2 separate regions of the Triticum aestivum genome follow, and region 2 is linked to region 1. The links are chromatin contacts, called in public Hi-C maps. All regions are on one chromosome and are shown on one strand. Each heading gives the region's core, a stretch centred on a gene start, on an enhancer-like site or on the middle of the called end of the contact. The rest is flanking DNA. Distances are from core to core; before and after follow the strand shown.

Region 1 (4,087 bases), core at 987-3,486:
AAACGTGGTCAAATATAGAAAAGTTTGACTTATGAAAAAATTAATACACCTTGTATTTTGAAACCAGGGAGTGTACCACTAAGAAGCAGGATGAACTTTTACCTGCAGTTCACCTCTGGCAAGCGGGGGCTTCAGTAGATTGCTAATATCAAGGCCAGCACCCTTACCCTTTCCAGCAGTTCCAGATCCAACAAGATTGTGAACCTCATCGATGAAAAGAATAACATCACCTGCAGCGAAACAAACAATCATTAGTATTTATGACCAAGTGCAGAATATTAAAATATGATAACATTTTAGATTGCATTACGATCGAACTGACCTGCTTCACGGACTTCACGAATTAAACTAGTGATCCTGGACTCCAGTTCGCCCCTCTCTTTTGCGCCAGCAATAAGCAGGCCAATGTCTAGTGACATTATACGCTTTGCCTGCATGATTTAAGTTGGGAATACTATTGATGTTCTTGCAAGAGAATTTCATAAATGCAGAAACCTGTCTGTATCCATCACTCGCAATTCAAGCTTACCACGAGGAAAATGGGGACATCTCCATTTGCAATCCGAAGAGCCAAACCTTCGGCGATCGCGGTTTTACCAACACCAGCCTCACCCAAAAGGATGGGATTGTTCTTTGTTCGCCGGCATATTATCTGAACCACCCTTTCAATCTCCTCCTCACGGCCAATAATAGGGTCAATAAACCCTCCACTGGCTTGTGTGGTCAAATCTAGACAAAACTGATCCAACGCACCTTTATCTGAAACAGAGATCCCATGGCTTGTATTAGAATAATAATAATAATAATAATAATAATAATAATAATAATAATAGGCTTCAATACATGCAAATAGGTGACTTGTTTTTTGTTTAACACTCGAATAGTTGACTACTGACCTTTCTTTTTACTCAAGGATTTGCTGAAGGCAGATCTTCCAGCTCCAGCTCCAGCGGGTGCTTTCTCGGGCACTTTGAGAGAAGATGCTCCTGCGAGATCTCTGCCATCTTTTGCAAGCTCTTCATGGAGTCGGGTGACTGCAACTGACGCTAGCTGACTCGGATCCGCTCCCAAGCTACAACAGTTAAGTGTTAATTTTTTTTCCACAAGTCTGATCGATGATGGCGAAAAAATAATCCCTACGTGATCTTACGAATGAGTATAATCGCTTACTTCCCGCGGACCACGTTTTGGTTTTATGTTAACTTATGTGTCTAGTATTACTATTTGTACAGTTATTATGGGTCATAATTTGAAGTAGTATCTCGTGCTCAGCTCACAAGGGAAGATGAACTCAGTATATGATAAATCGATTGGCTATAAACATGATTATTTGATCAGTACTGGTGGATGGCAGCACAATGAATGAATAATTGGTGGTGAAATATAAATAAATAAATAACGAAAGGGGAATTCCTGGATACTGAACATAACTGGAGTACCTACCTTCTGAGGAGATTGTTGGTGGTGGGATCGTCGAGCGTGAAGAGCGCGATGGCGAGGTGCTCGGGGGAGATGAAGCTGCAGCCCATGTTCCTGGACAGCTCGACGGCGACCTCGAAGACGCGCCTGCAGCCCCCGTCGAAGGGCACGTCGGTGTCGAGCCCGCCCGCCTTCTGGGCGGCGGCGGCGCCGATGAGGCCCCGGCACTCCTCGCGCGCGCGCTCGACGGTGATCCCGGAGGAGAGGAAGCCCCCGGCGGAGCGGTCCTCGGCGACGAGGCCGAGCAGCAGGTGGCGCGGCGCCACGGCGCCCTCCCCGAGCCCCCGGGCCTCCTTCTGGGAGTGCACCACCGCCTTGACGGCCCGCTCCGTGAAGCGCTCGAAGACGGCCCGGGTCACCCCGCGGCGCGCGGGCCGCGAGGCCGTGGCCGGGCGCGGCGGGCGCGCCAGCGCCAGCACGGCCGCCCTGCGGATCCCTCCTCCCGCCGCCGCGCCCCGGTGCCGCGCGTACGCGGCCGCCGGCGCCGGCGCGGCGAAGCGGCCCCCGGCGAGGAGGGAGGACGAGGTGGAGCAGCAGCACACCTCCATGGTGGGAATCACCGCAGCAACTACTAGCACCGTGGTATAACTGACAGACCCCGGATGAGATGAAATGAAAAAATAATGGCTAGTGTTATGCTAACGTAATCGAACCACTCTCGCGTGTACGCAACTGTATCAGTAGTAGTAGTATCTACGTGTGTGTATCTACTGGGCGAGAGCTTTTGCTGGGTGAGCGAACGAATGAATGGGTGCTGCTGCAGCTGCGGGAAGATGGCGTATAAAAGTACCGCTGGGAAGACGAAGGAAGCACGCAAGGAAACGAGGCCTCGCCTCGGTGGAGGTGAGAAGAACGATCAGGAACTGTGCGTCGTGTGCCCGCCGGGGCGAGGAAAGGGACGGCGGTTTTGGTTTCACCTGCGCGTTGCGTGGAGGACTCGAGGCGAGCCCTCCAGTTCGGTTGTACCGCACGCAACCGCCCGCCGTGGAGGACCCAGCGCGGTCAAAACGGCCGCCGCGGCTGGTGGGTGTCGTGTCGTGTGGATCGCCGGGTGCCGCGCGGGCGGATGGGATGGGATGGTTTGGCCGCTGTTTCGGCCGTTTCCGGGCCGGCGAGGCGTGCCGTGCCGTGCGAGGCCGCACGCATGCGGCTCCAGGCCTTCAGCTCACGTGGACGGAAAGGGGATCGTCGCTTCGTTTCCTTGCACGCTTGGGCACGTATGCTGCGTGTTGGGGCGGGACGCCGACGCCGGCCGGCGGGCTCGTGCGAGGCAACGCGTGCGTGACGCTCGTCCTCTTGTCTTCTGCCTGCCTTGCCGCCTTTCTTCTTCCTCTTCAACACACCGGCCATCAACGTCGACGACTGGGGTGGGTTCCGACTTCCGGGGGAGATCCAGATCCGCGGGAGGTTCCGGTTCGGGCTTCCTGCCACCGACCTCTGTCGTCGCTAGGCGGACGTGGCCGAGACATGCTTCCGGTGGCTCTCCTGCCGCCCCTGCTCTCTTGCTCACGACGTCAGGACGGCCGATGCACGCCATGACGCCAAGCAGCAAACAGTAAACGTCCGCCCGTGCTCGCCCGCAGACAATGCCGACCGAACACTTATTTATTCTCGGGACACAACCTCATCCCATATGCAAACCATAGTATTCATGCAAATATATGCACCTCCATCATATAGCACAAAATCCATCATTAAATCAACAATTCAACAAAACAAAATGAACCATAATTCAACACATGCCAAAATAAAATTCAACAATTCATACATAAATATTTCCTCCGTCCCATAATATAAGAACATTTTTTGAACTAACATAGTCTGCAAAACGTTCTTATATTATGAGACAAAAGGAGTAGTTGATACACAAGCGAATCAGATGCTTCTATTATTTCGTTCGTTGATCATCTTCTTCATGTTCATCAACCACTTCTTGCTTTTGTCATCCAAGAGGCTAGTGTCCTGCAACATAATCCTCGACTCCTCTGTTTCTCTCAAAGCCTCAATTTCTCCCTCTCTCTCTCAAGCACAATTCCTTGCATTGTCGCCTCCTTTTTAAGCTACAATTTTGCACATTTCCCTTGCTTCAAGAGTCTCTCTCTCTCAATGTTCAACTTATTTTTCATCTCTCCCGGTCGAACTCCATCCTCTGCACATCCATGAAAAGTTTGCACATATCCTCATGCAACATCGTGTTGCCCGACATATAGCACAAATCTCTATCTAATAATAAAAGAGCTATTGCTTCTAGCGGTACATCATCAAAATTGCGCTCAAAGTTGCAATATTACACCAAATGTCACCTAGAAGTGAAAAACGGTTCGGTTTACTATATCAACCGTCGTCTCATATAAAGCTACCCCCTTGAATATCACATGCACACGCTGTTGGGGAACGTTGCATGGAAAACAAAAAAATTCTAGGCACACGCAAGATCTATCCATGGAGATGCATAGCTACGAGAGGGGGAGAGCATCTACATACCCTTGTAGATCGCTAAGCGGAAGTGTTTATCAACGCGGTTGATGTAGTCGTACACCTTCACGATCCGTCCTGATCAAGTACCGAACGTACGACACCTCCGCATTCAGCACACGTTCAGCTCGAT
Region 2 (3,697 bases), core at 195-2,694, 150 kb after region 1:
CACTTGTATCACCATCTCTTCACCGAACTAGTGCACCTATACAGTTTACCGTTGTATTTGATGTGTTGGGGACACAAGAGACTCTTTGTTATTTGGTTGCAGGGTTGTTTGAGAGAGACCATCTTCATCCTATGCCTCCCGCGGATTGATAAACCTTAGGTCATCCACTTGAGGGAAATTTGCTACTGTCCTACAAAACTCTACGCTTGAAGGCCCAACACGAGTCTACAAGAAGAAGGTTGCGTATTAGACATCAACGTGGCAACTTGTTATGTTGACAGTTATGACATGTGAGACCCACATGTCAATCAAACAAATCTAACTTCCCCCAAAATTGAAGTTTGGATCGAGATCGAGCCCTCCGGTCGATCCCCGTACTGTTGGTCCACGCTGGCCGGGCTGGCGACGCGTTGGCCTGGATGGCCGCCGAAGCAAGCTGGATCCTCACTCTGGTCGCTGTCGGGCGGGCTGGCTGCCATGCAGCCGGGATGGTTGGCCGCCGGGTGGGCTAGCCTCCGGGCCACATGATGTTTGGTCGTCGGGCGTGCTAGCCTCCGTGCTGTCCTCTACATCGCCGGGCGGGCTGGCTTCCGCGCGAATGACGGTTGTAGCACAACGGAAGATGTATCAACATCAAAAAGAGTATCAAGCAGCTCTGCCGCCCGTTGGTTGCAGCTCCGCCGAACAACAGCCGTAGCACGCGTTGCAGCCTGTTGCAGCTCTGTCAACACGACGGTTCGTAGCACGGGTCGCGCTGGTTGCAGCTCCCCTAATGACAACGGTTGTAGCATAGATCGCCGCTGGTTGCAGCTCCGCCAAAACGATGGTTGTAGCATGGGTCGTCGCTAGTTGCAGCTCCCCTAATGACGACAGTTGTAGCATGGATCCCCGCTGGTTGCAGCTCCGCCAAAACGATGGTTGTAGCAGGGGTCGCCGCCGGTTGCAGCTACCCTAACGGCGATCGTACACAATGTTCATAGCACGGGCCGTCGCCGGTTCCAGCTTGCGCCATCGGTTGCAGCTCCACCAACGACGATCGCAGCATTCGCGGTGCCAGTTTCCAGCATGCACATACTGCGGTCGCAACATTCCCGACGTCGGTTCCAGCACGGGGTCGCAGCGTGCGATACCCCTCCTTGCCTCCTCGTTGCCGTCGTTGTAGCATGACGGCCGCAGCACAGTGGCCATGGCCGGAGCACGGGCAGCGCGAGCACCCCTCGCAGCAAAGCCGGCGGGCCCCCTAGTAGTCAAGGTTCTGTCCCTCCGGATAAGGAAGGAAAGAATCGGTTGGGTGGGCCCGCGAGGCACACGCGGCGCGCGCGCAGATGGACCGATCACGCGTGAGATCGGCCTGCCGATCAGAAACATTAGCCCTAGAATCCCGAGCTCCCGGCCGTTTCAGATCCTGATTCAACGAGTTTCCCCCAACGACCTCCACGCCCCTCGATCCGTCCGGAACCCGCCGCACCCCCCTCGATCCCCGTCCAAGCCCAGATCCGACGGCCAGGGAGCCCTGGCTTCCGCAGCGAACCCCTCCCATAAATTCCGCCGCCCGGAGGCAGGCCAAAGCTGGGAAGCAGTTGTTGAGGCTCGAAACTCCAGCGATTCGGCTCGGCAGATAGGAGGGGATGGATCCCGTGGAGGCGGAGGAGCAGCAGACGGAGCCGCCGGACGACGAGGCCTACGCCGAGGCCGATCCCACCGGCCGCTTCATCCGGGTACGTACCCCTTGTCCTCGTCGAGTGCTGCCGTTTTTACTTGCTTGGTAACTCTGTTCCTTGGATGTCTAATTCTTGTTTTGTTTCTTGTTTGGTCGATTGCTGCGCGTGCAGTACGATGAGATCTTGGGATCGGGTGCCGTCAAAACAGTGTATGCATCCTTCGATCGCTCGTCTCATCTGCTGTTTTTTTTTTTTTTTTTGCTCGTCTAGATCTTGATTTCGCGTTCGATTCTGGTGGTTAGATAAGATCATGTATGAAGTGCGATATTTAACAATGTTTCATCACCGTGATATAAACTGACCAAATTCCTGCTTTTATTTCGGTTAAACCTCGGCAAATCCATGGCAAACATAGTAGTACGCTCTAATCTCGCCAATCTGTTCACATTGCTGCATTACTATTTACTAGTGTGTCTACCCTACACCAAATGCCAACCTATATATAGCCTAAGCAACTTAAGTTCTTGTTTATTTGTAACTTTACATATTTCGGTCCTGTTTTCTGTCTGGAATTTATCCATGTCCGCGTAAGACTGATATTCATCGTGTGTTCCTCAATGGTTATCCTGCCAATAGCTACAAGGCCTTCGATAAGCTGGAGGGCGATGAGGTCGCATGGTGCCAAACACGGATTGATGATTCTGTCATGGGTTGCTCAGAGAAGATGGCACAACTGAATACGGAGATCCGTCTGTTGAAGACGCTGAGGCACAAGAACATTCAGAAGTTGTTTGCCTCATGGATTGATGAGGACAAGAAGACAGTTAACATCATCACAGAGCTCTGCACATCCGGCAGTTTGAGGCAGTATGTACCTTTTCTTTAGCTCTACCAGTCCATCTCGTCCGTAATACTTTGCCTGATTCTGTTATGGATTACCGTTTCCGTTTATAAGTTGATGTACTTTATTGAATTGGTGTCATTTTAACCAACCATGCTGGAGTCTGCTGTTGCTTGGAGAAAGTTTGAAATTTAACCACACATAGAGTTCACTCTTATCGCCCTTTCATTCAGAACATTCTGATCATTGAAATTTGGAATGATAACCAGGTTCCGTAAGAAGCACAATAAAGTCGGTATGAAGGCTATGAGAGGATGGGCAATACAGATATTGACAGGGCTGGAATACCTTCACAGTCAGAAGCCAGCGATTATTCATAGGGATTTAAAGTGTGACAATATATTCATAAACGGTCATGATGGACAAGTGAAGATTGGTGACTTTGGTCTGGCGACATTTTTGCATCAACGGAAAACCAGAAGTATCAAAGGTGTGTGACATTGTGTTTTTCTAACAGCTACAGATGTGAAATATATACATATATTCTGTTTACTGTAGATTACTCTTAAGGATACGACTCACTCACAGCATACTTTGTTTTACGAAATAGCATTTTTAGGAAGGCTTGTACTAACAAGATTTATGTCATCAAAATGCAGGCACATTAGAGTTTATGGCACCAGAACTCTTCACCGGGAATTACAATGAGTTGGTGGATATATATTCATTTGGGATGTGCATGCTTGAAATGGTGACATGTGAATATCCATACAGTGAATGCGAAGGCAAGCCATGGATATACAAGAAAATTTCTGAAGTAAGTGCTTTGGGGTCCACAAAGTACCCATCCCCTTTGAAGATTATCTATCAAACAACAACTGATTTTCGTCCAATGTTTTTTTATATAGGGTATAAAACCAGCTGTGCTTTCCAAGGTTGAAGATGCAGAAGTAAGAGGTTTCATAGAAATCTGTTTGGCTCCCGCAGCTGAAAGACTTTGTGCAAGTGAGCTCTTGAAGAACTGTTTCCTCCAGAAAGACAAGCCTATCCCAATCCCAGCGCCTCCTATTTCAGTCTCCCTGGTCTTGAGTGTGACTAAAGATGGGCGGCAGTCTGCCAATTTCATGCTATGGAAGGGTGAATTCTCACTGAAAGGCGATATGCATGTCACCGACCATGTTAATTTATCGCTAAG

What was found. A called contact is a pair of places that touch in the nucleus more often than the background predicts.
Region 2: a Hi-C map of leaf shows a contact between it and region 1, with 4 times the contacts expected there. The contact joins the promoter of LOC123122318 here to the promoter of LOC123122316 in region 1. A contact is called at or near these places in 1 of 5 Hi-C or Micro-C datasets (leaf) and 1 of 1 datasets of contacts at active chromatin or transcription factors (leaf).

Annotation. Positions count from the first base shown.
Region 1 is chr5D:423,525,090-423,529,176 of IWGSC CS RefSeq v2.1, forward strand. LOC123122316 (chaperone protein ClpD1, chloroplastic) reads right to left here and starts at 2,237. Exons shown (of 12, transcript XM_044542506.1): 1 at 1,444-2,237; 2 at 897-1,072; 3 at 530-759; 4 at 323-431; 5 at 103-230. The coding sequence starts at 2,027.
Region 2 is chr5D:423,679,264-423,682,960 of IWGSC CS RefSeq v2.1, forward strand. LOC123122318 (probable serine/threonine-protein kinase WNK9) reads left to right here and starts at 1,445. Exons shown (of 7, transcript XM_044542508.1): 1 at 1,445-1,718; 2 at 1,833-1,870; 3 at 2,298-2,528; 4 at 2,772-2,992; 5 at 3,162-3,319; 6 at 3,411-3,697. The coding sequence starts at 1,629.